2 separate regions of the Arabidopsis thaliana genome follow, and region 1 is linked to region 2. Evidence: chromatin contacts called from public capture Hi-C data. All regions are on one chromosome and are shown on one strand. Each heading gives the region's core, a stretch centred on a gene start, on an enhancer-like site or on the middle of the called end of the contact. The rest is flanking DNA. Distances are from core to core; before and after follow the strand shown.

Region 1 (6,156 bases), core at 2,720-5,219, 110 kb before region 2:
GGACCTACAGGTTTGCCGTCAGATCCAAGGAAAACGGAATTCAACATTCTCTCCGGTACTTCAATGGCATGTCCTCACGTTAGTGGTGCGGCGGCGCTTCTCAAATCCGCTCATCCAGATTGGAGCCCTGCCGTGATACGATCGGCAATGATGACAACGACTAACCTCGTCGATAACTCTAACCGCTCGTTGATCGATGAATCCACCGGGAAATCGGCTACGCCTTATGATTACGGGTCGGGTCATTTAAATTTGGGCCGGGCTATGAATCCGGGTCTTGTCTACGATATAACTAATGATGATTACATTACGTTTCTTTGCTCCATCGGGTACGGACCAAAGACGATCCAAGTGATAACAAGAACACCGGTGAGATGTCCGACGACCAGGAAACCGTCTCCCGGGAATTTGAATTATCCTTCGATCACGGCGGTGTTTCCTACTAATAGAAGAGGATTGGTGAGTAAAACTGTTATAAGGACGGCGACGAATGTCGGGCAGGCTGAGGCGGTTTATCGGGCGAGGATAGAGTCGCCGAGAGGAGTGACGGTGACAGTGAAACCACCTAGGCTTGTGTTTACTTCGGCCGTTAAGAGACGGAGCTATGCGGTTACAGTGACGGTTAATACAAGGAATGTTGTGTTGGGAGAAACAGGTGCTGTGTTTGGGTCAGTCACGTGGTTTGATGGTGGGAAACACGTGGTTCGGAGCCCCATCGTGGTGACCCAAATGGATACGTTGTGATTCCGGGTCGGGTTTGGGATGATCATGCGGTCATGACTCATGATCGTAAACCCTTTATGTGGTGTAGCAATAACTGTAGAATTTTGAGTTAGTTGGCTTTTATTTATAATCTTAATTATGTTCTGTGTTTTTCTTATTCCTAATGAGATTTTATCCTATCTTTTATCTATAGTTAAGCAAAATGAGAGGAAACAATGTTTAATACTTGTATTCATTATAAAAAAGAAATTATGAAGGCAAAAAAATAGAAGTTGAAAGATCAATGATGTACAAATTTTATGGAATCATTGCATTAGAACGATTTAAGACCCCAGATGATATAAAGACAACATAATGATAGAAGATGATTGATTTCGACATGGGAAACAGAGATGATTGATCTGAGCAAAGTGGCATTCATAACTATGGTCCATGGATACTTTGACGTTTATTTGAGTTCCCACCTAAAAAATATTATAAGCAGTAAAACAATAAGCAGTGAGGACCCATTTCTTTACTTGGGTTCATTAATATCTATAAATAGATTCTGTAGCGTCTAGTAAAAATGATAGGCCGTATATAGCTACACCATGTAAAAGATTCAAGTACTTAAGCAACTCATATTTTGAGTTAGGGAAAATGAATTTGGTAAGTTCATTGTTTATATTATGATTTAGTGATTAGCATGCTCTATACATGGTCATTACTCATTAGTAACTAAGTAGTATATCGTAAATTTCATGTGAAAGTTGGTCCAAGAAATGGTAACAATTGGTGAAGTTCATTAACCTTGCGTGAGCAAACAAAGGGATGTGAAAGAGGGGTTGAAAGGCACACACATGTCGGAATGGAACCTAATTCTGTAGTCAATAAATGGAAATTTCGTTTCAATAAATTTCACATGCCAATATGAGCATCCAACTAACCATTTGATATTTATGGTCATACAAATATTCAGATTTCTCAGAAGCGGAGTTACCCATGCATAATTTAGTACTATGAAATTTTCAGAAATCACGAAAATTAGTCTGAATTTGGGTTGGTGGTTTCCTAGTTGTGAAATTGAAAAACCTGACCAAGTGTGGATTTATAGAAGATAACAAAAATCAAGTTCTTTGTGGGACGAAGATTGAAAGTTTCGTGGACCTTATATGGGTCCAATGTGACAGGCCAGCGGTATCAACAAAATTATTATTGATATATAAAGTGTAACCCTTTTCAACCGTAAAAGTTGTAAGCTTTTATAAAAGGGGTTCGTTCTTCGACATTGCATCTACTAATAGTTGCTTATCAATGTAATTAAATCTGCTAAAAGTACAATTAGATTGAAACTTTAACTTGTTATAAAATATTATATTTACAAAAAAGTTGTGTCTCAACTAAAATAGGGAAGCTACTAAAGTTTGCAAAAAATGTAAATGATGGGGCACATGAAATGTTGATTTTTTGTTTTCGTCAAGTGGCACATGAAATGTTGAATTGAGATTTAAAGATTTCGAAGTTAAATGTCTCCCATCAATAAACGTACAATTTCATCATTTCGAGGTTAATGTGGGTGGGTCCCACCAAAACGAGATGCAAAATTAATTCTGCTTTCGTTGAGAGTTGAACTCAAGACCTCCCGCTTACTAAACGGGTGCTCTAACCAACTGAGCTACGAGAGCCTTTCTGTTGAGCTAGTAGAATTCTATATAATTAAATAGATACTAGAAAAGGTTTTTGGGCTGAGTTGGGTTTTAGTTTTAGTAATTATTGGGCCTAGACTCAAGTGAGTGTAGTTCATATACAAATGTGTAGACCGGTCCAACTATTTTATGTTTCATTGCCTCGTCACAAAAATTCAATTTGAGAATTGAAAGATTTGGATCATGGGACGTGGGCTTGTAGATGAACAATACAATTTGAGTTGTTTAAGATCTATTTCTCAATTCCGATATTCAGCACAAGAACTAGACCCAACCCGAAAAACTTTTAGTAACTTTTACTATTTGATTTGATACTTAAATTTACTGATGCCTTGCTTGAACTGTCTTACAAAAATCAAAACTTTATCCTCATGCCTCAGTTCAAGTCAAACATATTAAAACTTTTTTCTTTTTATTAGCATTAGTGACAAAAAGAGACAAAATAACATTCAACATAGTTTTTAAAAAACTAAACAACAACAATTAAACTGAAACACTAATAATAGTTTAGTACTATTGTCAACAAAATAGAAGTAAATCATTTTGTTTGACAACCAAAGGGAAGAGGTTAAGCACTAAATAACATTAATAGATAATTAATTGCTGCTCATAAGTCATAACTGTTAAGAACAGCTAGTTACTGACGATATAACTCCAGTTATGTGTTGTGATCATTTGGCCCGGTCCTGGATTTTATCAAATCCCATCTCGGTTGGGTCGGTGGCTTGAAGCTCGTAGTGAACACCATCCAACACTCTTCTCAGTCCGCTCTTCGACGTCGCGTACATCATCTTCTCCCTTATCCTTGAAGCCTCCGGCGACCTATTCCAATAACAACCACATTATGGATTGATTAAGTTTCAGTGGTTTTACTAGTTTTTCGACTTAAGATATAAAGTAAACCATTTTTTAACCAAACAGAATCAATTATCTTGATTGGTTTTATTCGGTACGGTTATATTTGATCAAACCGGCCTTGGGTTAAAAAGCCTGGGCTTAGGACATCCAAATGACCATTTTATCCTTTGATGATCATCGAGTGAGACGATAGAACTATATGGTGGGAAAAGGGTAAAATCGACAATTCGAGAAATCGAAAAGACAAGAGATAGTGACACTAACCAAGTTATGAAGAAGATCTTGCTCATACGACAGTTATCGACGGTGACGTAATCGAAATCAAACACGGCGTAACGACAGTCATCCTCCGGCAAAGAAGCAGCGAGATCGTCGTAGCTCTCGCCGGCGGCACCAACCTTGTCGACGGTGACTTTCCGAGACTTCTCCTCGAGTTTGTAAACGACGTATCTATGCACTTTCTTCCATTTCATCTCCATGAACGATTTCTTGCAATCATCCGTCATCCACATACCACTCGTCGCCTATATACCAATCATCCAAAATATTTTCTTTTAGATTCATTAAATCAAAAGTGGAAAAAATAGAGAAAGTTTGTATATTGTTACCGTCTTCAAAGCCATAGTGAGCTAAGATGATGTCTTCTTGTTCTTTCGTTATATTTTGAGTGTAGAGAGCTTTTTGTTTTGCTGTGTGTGGTGTTGAGGAGATCAGTGTAGTTTGGTGGACTTATATAAAGAAGTGCTTAAATCATTGCCATTGAGTTTCTTTAATTATTACCAAATTACCAGCCCCTGAAATTGGAATTTGATGTGTAATATATAAAAGTTAACTTCATATATTTTTCTTTTTAAAATTAATTTTAGAACCTTTTTTTAGTGGTTATAGTTAAGAACAACCTATATATAGTTCTTTTTTATTCAGTAAAAAAAACAGTCATAAGAAGTACTACTAATTATTTCTTTTAAATTTGAATTTGTGTGGGGAATACCAAAGTAACTACTGATTGCTGGTAATTAATGTTTCCAGTGACTAATGAGAAAAAACAACTTGGGATGGAAAACTTATCATCATATATATGTTCAGAATTGGGAAAATCACCAATTAAAACTATATTAAGTGTTTTTAAAAATAAAATATTTTTCTTCTTTACCAAATTAACGTTTCAATTTGCTAGCTGTGTTTTTTCCCGTGCGTGTACCAATGTTATAATTACACAGTTACACTTGCTTTGTTTTATTCACATATAATTTAAAAATAGATAACAATTAAATACTACTATATGTATATAATTTTGTTTCTTAATATTGAATTTATTTTATTCAGAAAAGGTTAAATATTGCCAACAAACTTGCAAAATATCACTTAGTAAATTACTAGCATATATTGCTGAAGACATTAATCCTTTTCTGAAAAGAAATCTTTTAAACCTCAACATATTTTAAGAAATAATATAAAATATAATAATCTTAAAAGTTAACAACATTATAATCGAAAAACACATACTGTATATAGTTGTTTTACCACTTGGTTTAACGAATATTGTTTTCATGTTCTTACTAGTCTCTTAGATTAGACAATGCTAAGAAATCATAAACTTATCATGGAGCATTTGATATCGTTTTCGAATTTCTGTTTGAAGAGCCTAACCAAGGAAATTAACATACGGTTTAACTAAATTCATCACTAAACCATGCGAGTGGTCACCATCTTAGTTATCGTTTTCGTTTTTTTCTTTTTCAAGTTAACTATTATGCTGAGTTTAGAGAAGATTTAGCGAATATGAATTTGGGAGTTGCAGAAGATAAATCCGTCTTAAAAATAAAGTGGCAACGTTATTACTAATGAAGATGATTAAACAAGAATTGAATGATCCGAAGATGTGTAAACGGACAAAAATAGGACGCGATGAATCGAGTGAAGCTGGTCCCAAATAGTAGGATTGGATCCAATGCCAACATTCTCATTGATCTCTCCAATCTTGTGTTACTCAAAACTCAAGCGACCCTTTGCGTGGAAGCTAAGGAATGAAATTTCACTAGAGAATTTATAATATTATTGGATAATAAAATAAATTGGGTTGGAAAAACCTAACTTGAAAACGTCAATTATTTCTTGGGATGAACAACAAAAACGTTAAGCAATAGTTATAAACTTCATTTTAAGTTCCTAAACGAAAACTTCAAGTCTCTGATTTTCAATCTTATAATGACGCATTAGATGTGAGAGTCGAGCTCGAATTGACACTTCTATCGATTAAAAGATGTTGGTGTTGGTTTGGAAAAGGAAGAAGAAGATATTCATATGGCGACCATCAATAATTAGACGTCTAATTCACATTGTTTGATCAATTGAATATCAACCGTAATATTCTGTGCCGGTAAATAAAGGGTTCACCGAATATAACCTAAAGATACGTTGAAAGCCGCTACACAATTCCAAGAAGAATTTTGCAGTCCCAAAATCTTAGTCTTCCCATGAAACTGTCTAGTGCATGTATGGTTTACGTTGAGCAATTCAGACCATTAACTGTATCATGCCATACGTCTGCATGAATATATATATGTTTTGTTCAATGAAGTTATATAGATAAGATAGATTTTTGGATATTTTATGATGATATGCACATGAATATGAGTTTGCATGGACCCCTACCTGTCATTATTCGGGTGCAATTAAAATAGCCCAAACACTAAAATCTAAAGCTATGGAAGAATTATATGGGCGCATAAGGTCGACAGTACTAACACTTCCTGCTCCCCTTTGTTATCTCTAGAGATATAATATGTAATGTTTATAGGCTATCTATGAACTGAATATGAAATAATTGACTAGTGGTTTACAAATAGTTCTCAAGCTGGAAGAGATTGAGGGGACATAACCATGACTG
Region 2 (6,266 bases), core at 288-2,787:
ATCTTCAGATGAGAGCTTGAGAGTGAAGTTTATGTACCTCAAGTTTGTCAACATATTTTCCCCAAATCTCACGAGGCCAAAACATGCGCGACTTTGGTCTCTCATTAATGTCTTCAAGATAATCTTTGATAATGTTTGTTTTCTAGCAAATAAGATATAACATACAAAAGACTTCAAAGATTGCAAAAAACATTTGAGGAAGAAACCTTGTACATGTCAATATTATACCATTGTAATGAATACCTGCAGAAATAAACCTGTAGAATTTGAAATCTGCTTCCAATCTGGAGTCAGTATTTCTAATTCCGAAGCAATGAAGATTTTTGACAAACCTAAACCAACAAGTCCTGCAGCATAATGGCAGTATTCATCATAGTCATCAATTGTTTCTACCTGTCCAATACACAAATAAGTTCAGCTCTTCAGAAGTTTTGATGCTTAACTTCAAAACTGAAAAAAATAAAATCTACATCACAAAGATTCTGTGTATCACAAACCTCCTTGCAAATGAACTTGGCCATTCCTGCACCCATTCTTTTAGTTATATCTTCAATAGCCTCTTGATACCTTTTTTGTATATATAAGTTAGTAAAACAAAACATAAAATTAGTATCACCAAATTCAGTAGATCAATCAATAAATGAGCAAGAACATTTATAAAAAACAGAACAGAATTTGTATATAGCAAATTAACCCTTTTTCAAGTTTCAGAAAAGCTGCAGAAACATGGTGAAATTGGTCCATTAGAAGTTTATACTCTTTTGTACCACCTAAAATTGAATGAAGAGTAATTAAGTTAAAAGAAAAGAATTTCATCTGAAAGGTTAAGATGTGAAAAGTCTCTTCTTATTACTTACATGAAAAATGCCAGTCACCATCGTATATATGACGGTGGAAAGCTATCAGAATTGGAACTTTGATCTCCACTGGTACGCTTGTGTCATCCTCTGTAGTAGCAAAAATATGAGAAGATGATACTAACTTTTTCTATCATCAAGAATTAAAAAACCAAAAGACTTGGAGAAGAAGACTCATCAAATCAAAGGTAATATATGGATACTATAGTTATGAAGCACTAACCAACAGTATCAAGAGCTCGGAGAATCAAGTAGAACACACACACCTAATAAAAACAAAGAAAATGTTTGAAATATTGCTGTAACTAAAAATGTAACATAGCTATATATAGAAAAAAAAAAAAACATACGGCGTTACGAAGCTCGGTGCCAAGTTGTTGAATAACAAGAGAAAAGCTTTTAGAAACTTTGTGAAGAATTGAATAACAGAAAGCTAAGTGTGGCTCAAGTGGAATCTGCTTCTGAGCTTTCGTAATCGCAAGTTTCAACTTCAAGAGCGGATATAACTCATCCGGATGTCTCAAAATCGTACTCAAGCTTCCCATTTTTAGAAACAGAGGAGAAAAAACAGAACTCGTTTGAAACAATGGAGGATTTGTTGGGGAACAAAATGGTAGGCCATGTGCTATAATTCAACAAATATGGCCCTATTAATAAATCAATAGACCCCACGGCCTTTGCATACCTTGCACTTCCACAGAATCGCTATTAGCCTTGCTCTTAAGCTTGCCACGGTGATACATGTTACTGGTCCAACTATGTTCTATTTTTGCATTTAAATTGCTTGCCGCGTGCTACACACTTAACGTTAAAAAGATAAATCTAATCTTGATTCATGTTTTTGTTTTATATACTTTGAAGAGACTTTTTTGCCGACCTAAAAAGAAAGAAGAGATTTCAGTCTTCGATTGTCATTTTTCTTTCTTTCTTATTGCATTTGGATTTTATCTGGTTGTTGTTGGTAAAATTAATCTTAAAACATGCCAAAAGAGAACGAAAGAAGAAACGCAACTAAACAAAGAAAGAACTTTAAACACAAGGAATAAAAATAGATGAACAAATGCACGTTTAGATAACGAAGGTAGTAACTAAAATAGAATCCATGGTTTTAGACTAAACCATGCTTAAACTCTGTTTGTTCTGGAAACAATCTTGCTTAGGATTCAGTGGCGTGAATAAGAATCAACCTAGATTACTTCATCACTCAAATTTGCTCTGAACATCTTGAATGATGGTGATACAATCAGACTCGCTTACATGGATCACTCAGTTTGCTCTGAGATATGCAAAGACTATGGCCAGTAGAATCACAACCATTATAATCTGCATTTTCGGGTAGAATATATAGAATATAAGTTTTATGTATTTTTTTAAAAATGAGATACTTATATGGAAAAGGGAAACTATGTAACTTACAAAGACACTGTTTGGTTGTCCTTTGTCATTAACATAAGATTTTCTGAAAGGAAGAGACACAATGATTCAGCAGAAACCCAACCAGAAAGAAAGATTATGATAATATCATCCTATTCTAGAATACTTGGAAGATTAGTTATAGGTGCTTGTGACCAGTTTCTTAGTGAGAGGATTTAATGCAGCTTTTGGGATTAAATAAAAGACTGTACCTGTTTTGAAGAACTCCAGCGTCTCTGCAGAGTTTCTGAACGGCTTCAAGTCGGTTTAGTGTCTTACTGGCATTTGGATCGTTCTTGTCAACCTATGTCATATATGTCGATAGAAAATTCACATATGATTCTTTTCTTTAAACAGAAACTGAGTGAAAAACTAATCACAAACATGGAACTGATGACTACCTTTGTCTTCAGCATGCAGGAAAAATCATAGAAAGCACCATAGACATCAGCCATTGTCTTTGTACGATCAATGACTTTAGCAGTAAGACCTAAACAATAGATAGTTGTTCAGCGATATTAGCCTTCAGATAATAAGGCTAGCTACTACACGTTCTCAAGCTCGTTGATAATAAAAGATAACGGGTTTTCCTTTCTCATAAATAGAAATTAGGGATTGGCCTACATAATTTCTAAGGCTTAACATCTTACCTCGCCTCAGTTTCACAACGCCTCTGAATACTTGTTCATTGTTATAGCATAATGCAAGTGTTCCAATCGCCATGATCTAATCAAGAAAATACACCCAAGCAAAGCAATATTAACTTCTAAGGCATTCTATATTAGTGCAGACGTAGTTAAAGAGGAGAATACCTAATTCCATATGAAGAGGAAAACAATATAAACAGTTCTCAATGTGAAGTTTAAAGACTTAACAATTATGTGATATTTCGTTCTCTAACCTGAGGGATGGCACAGAACCGAAATATGGAAGGATCACGCAAGGAAACCATGTATTTCAGGCAATCTTCAATATGCATCAACGCATTGGTAACCATTTCATTTAAGCACTGTACGGATTTGTTTGTGTTCTCCTCGTATTTTAAATCCTACATTACAATTTACAAATCACCAAAAAGGCACTGTCAGAAAATAGTCAATATGGGTAACATCAGACCTAAGATGAGAGCTTGAGAGTGGTATGTATGCACCTCAAGCTTGTCAGCATATTTGCCCCAAATCTCGCGAGGCCAAAACATGCGGGATTTTGGTATCTCATTAATGTCCTCAAGATAATCTCTGATAATGTTTGTTTTCTGCAAATAAGACCAGTGTTATAAATCATTCAATGATAGAAATTGTCCGAAATTGCAAAAGATTTGAGGAAGAAGAAACATTGTACACCTCAAAATACATTGTTGTACCTGCAGAAATAAACCCATTGAATTGGAAATCGCCTCCCAATCTGGTGTCAAAACCTCTGATCCTGCAGCGAGGAAGAGTTTCGACAAACCTAAACCAACAAGCCCAGCAACATAGTGGCAGTATTCATCGTAGTCATCAACAGTTTCTACCTGTGTATAATAGTGAAAACTGGATCAACTGGATCGGTAAACAAATGATTTCATTTCTTTACAAAACTTATAAATAAGTTTTGGTACTTTCAATACAATTACTACTTGTCATATCATAGAAGCATCACATGAGGCATTCCAATATTTATGACTTATGAAAAGATTAAGCATGACAGAATTCTAACTGAAACAGAGACCTCAGTCCAGCTCAAGACATTTTGTCACCATAACTCAAAAACAAATCCAACTACGAAAACTGCTCTGTATCACAGACCTCTTGGCAGATAAACTTGGCCATCCCTGCACCCATTCTTCTAGTAATTTCCTCGATAGCCTCTTGATACCTTCATATACAAAAGCATATGTTAAAAATGAGGTAATTAGTATTGTCAGAAAGCAGATAAGAGTATCAACAAATTGAGTAACTCAATAAACGTGAGACAACATGAGCAGAAAAAATCTATAAAGTAGAACAGAAGTGCGTATAGCAAATATTAGAACTAACCCTTTTTCAAGTTCCAAAAAAGCTGCAGAAACATGGTGAAATTGGTCCATTAGAATCTTGTACTCCTTCGTACCACCTAAAGTTGAACAAGTAAAATTTGTCAGTTAGACAGTCAAAGATTAATGGAATGTGAAAGATGAAGATGTTAAGAGACTCTTCAGACTTGCATGAATAATGCCAATCAGTATCGTATATGTGCCGGTGAAAAGCTATCAGGATGGGAACCTTTTCATCAGTTGGTATGCTAGTATCATCCTCTGTCGTACAAAAAATAATATTAGCAGCAGAAGCACGAAGAAGAAAGATGGCTCTAACATAAAAGCATTTCAAAACAGAAATATAGCAGATTTTGGAGAAGCCTCATCGTATCAAGGTAATCTTGAAAGCAAAGTTAAGAGACACTAACCAACAGTATCAAGAGCTCGGAGAACCAAGTAGAACACACACACCTACAAAATGAAAAAAAAAAAAAAATTGAATAAGAAAATGCTGCAAGACTGAACACAGCTACACTGATAGCATGTGATCGAACACACACACCATTTTATATGTGGAAACATATCGAATCATAGTTCACTAAAATACAATCTGCATTTACTGCAGCTCAGAAGAAACTGCAGAATCAATTAATAAGAATCTGCATAACTCATATTGAACTAAGTGGAACACAAACTCTCAAAGCCATCGGATTCTACAGAAGAAACCAATCATCGCCGACGTCAACAATAAATGAGTGTCAGATATCTGGATTCCTCCAAAAATTGAAGACGTTGACCAACACAGAGGCCGAGAGCGAGAAGAACTTACGGCGTTACGGAGCTCGGTGTTGAGTTGCTGAATAACGAGAGAAAAGCTTCGAGAAACCTTGTGGAGCATCGAATAGCAGAAACCCCAGTGTGGCTCAGGAGGGATCTGCTTCTCCGCTTTCTCAATCGCTCGTTTCATCTTCAGGAGCGGATATATGTCATCCGGATATCTCAGCATCGTCCCCAAGCTCCCCATTGTTTCCAGAAAATTTTGATTCAGAAAATGGAGGATTCGTTGACGACGATCTGAGATTCAGAGACCACGAGGGATAAATTGCAGGAACCCTCACCTGCGATGTGGATCGACGCGATTCGGCCAGCGAATATCCTATTTTTTAGTTTTGTTTGTTAATTTATTCATCGATGAAAACAAAGGCTTCTGAATTTTTTTTCTTTCTTTTTTGCCAGTGAGCCAACTCACAAGGATTCACATTTTGTTTGTTTCTTCCTTTTTAATTAAAAACAAAATGTCAGAGCCAATGAAATTGAAAAAGAGCCACGAAACTTAAAGAATATCATCAAATGGAAATGGAGAGTACATTTATTCTTTTTAACTCCCTTTTTCTTATGTGTTAATTAGATTAAAAAAACAGAAAACAGAGAAAATGTGTTTAATATAATCAGAAATTAACAAAATTAGAAAGAAATGATCAAATTATAGATGTTGAAAGGAAAAAAAGGTATATTCTAAAAAAATGGAAGAAAAGGTATCTTTTTAGTTTTTATTATCATAAATGTACGACATCAAATTTACATGTCCACTTATTTATTTACTGGCAAACTTTCTGGCGACGCTGAGGTGGCAAAATAATCCTTACGTGGCAACATATAACTGGTTGTAAATACGTATCTTCAACAGTGTAACTACCAATTAGCACAAGATAACACTCGGTGGTTTGCCTCTATTAATAGGGTAACTTCCTCTGGTTATCAAAAACAAACAGTCTTGAAAAATCAAAGAAGCAACCTCTAAACAACACACAATTTCGAAAATGGCGCAGCGATCTAGGGTTATCACCATGTCTCCTCTCATTCTCGATCAAGAAGTTGATCTCGATCTCTGGGAAGTTGTTAATCCTTCTGATGGCGAGTTCTCCGACGATTCTTTCTCCGTCGATAGTCTTTCCGACGATGACGTCATATCTCTTGACGACGCTTCCTTTGTCGCACCC

Evidence for each region. Capture Hi-C pulls out chosen DNA fragments and counts their contacts.
Region 1: a contact with region 2 is called in a capture Hi-C map of seedling, with 1.7 times the contacts expected there. The contact joins the promoter of ADF9 here to the promoter of SQS2 in region 2. A contact is called at or near these places in 1 of 26 Hi-C or Micro-C datasets (seed embryo) and 1 of 3 other capture datasets (seedling).

Annotation. Positions count from the first base shown.
Region 1 is chr4:16,651,517-16,657,672 of TAIR10.1, reverse strand. ADF9 (actin depolymerizing factor 9) reads right to left here and starts at 3,969. Exons shown (of 3, transcript NM_119663.4): 1 at 3,875-3,969; 2 at 3,531-3,790; 3 at 2,718-3,230. The coding sequence starts at 3,889. The coding sequence ends at 3,080. SLP2 (subtilisin-like serine protease 2) reads left to right here. Exons shown (of 1, transcript NM_119664.3): 1 at 1-1,051. The coding sequence ends at 744. It overlaps AT4G34975 (a tRNA gene), which reads right to left and starts at 2,387; the gene lies at 2,314-2,387.
Region 2 is chr4:16,537,513-16,543,778 of TAIR10.1, reverse strand. SQS2 (squalene synthase 2) reads right to left here and starts at 1,537. Exons shown (of 13, transcript NM_119631.3): 1 at 1,208-1,537; 2 at 1,081-1,123; 3 at 858-947; 4 at 695-770; 5 at 498-567; 6 at 244-393; 7 at 38-142. The coding sequence starts at 1,402. SQS1 (squalene synthase 1) reads right to left here and starts at 5,590. Exons shown (of 13, transcript NM_119630.4): 1 at 5,096-5,590; 2 at 4,695-4,737; 3 at 4,456-4,545; 4 at 4,289-4,364; 5 at 4,058-4,127; 6 at 3,634-3,783; 7 at 3,421-3,525; 8 at 3,172-3,318; 9 at 2,921-2,996; 10 at 2,672-2,760; 11 at 2,483-2,574; 12 at 2,274-2,316; 13 at 1,755-2,180. The coding sequence starts at 5,290. The coding sequence ends at 2,124. It overlaps AT4G34630 (prostatic spermine-binding-like protein), which reads left to right and starts at 5,815. Exons shown (of 1, transcript NM_119629.3): 1 at 5,815-6,266. The coding sequence starts at 6,087.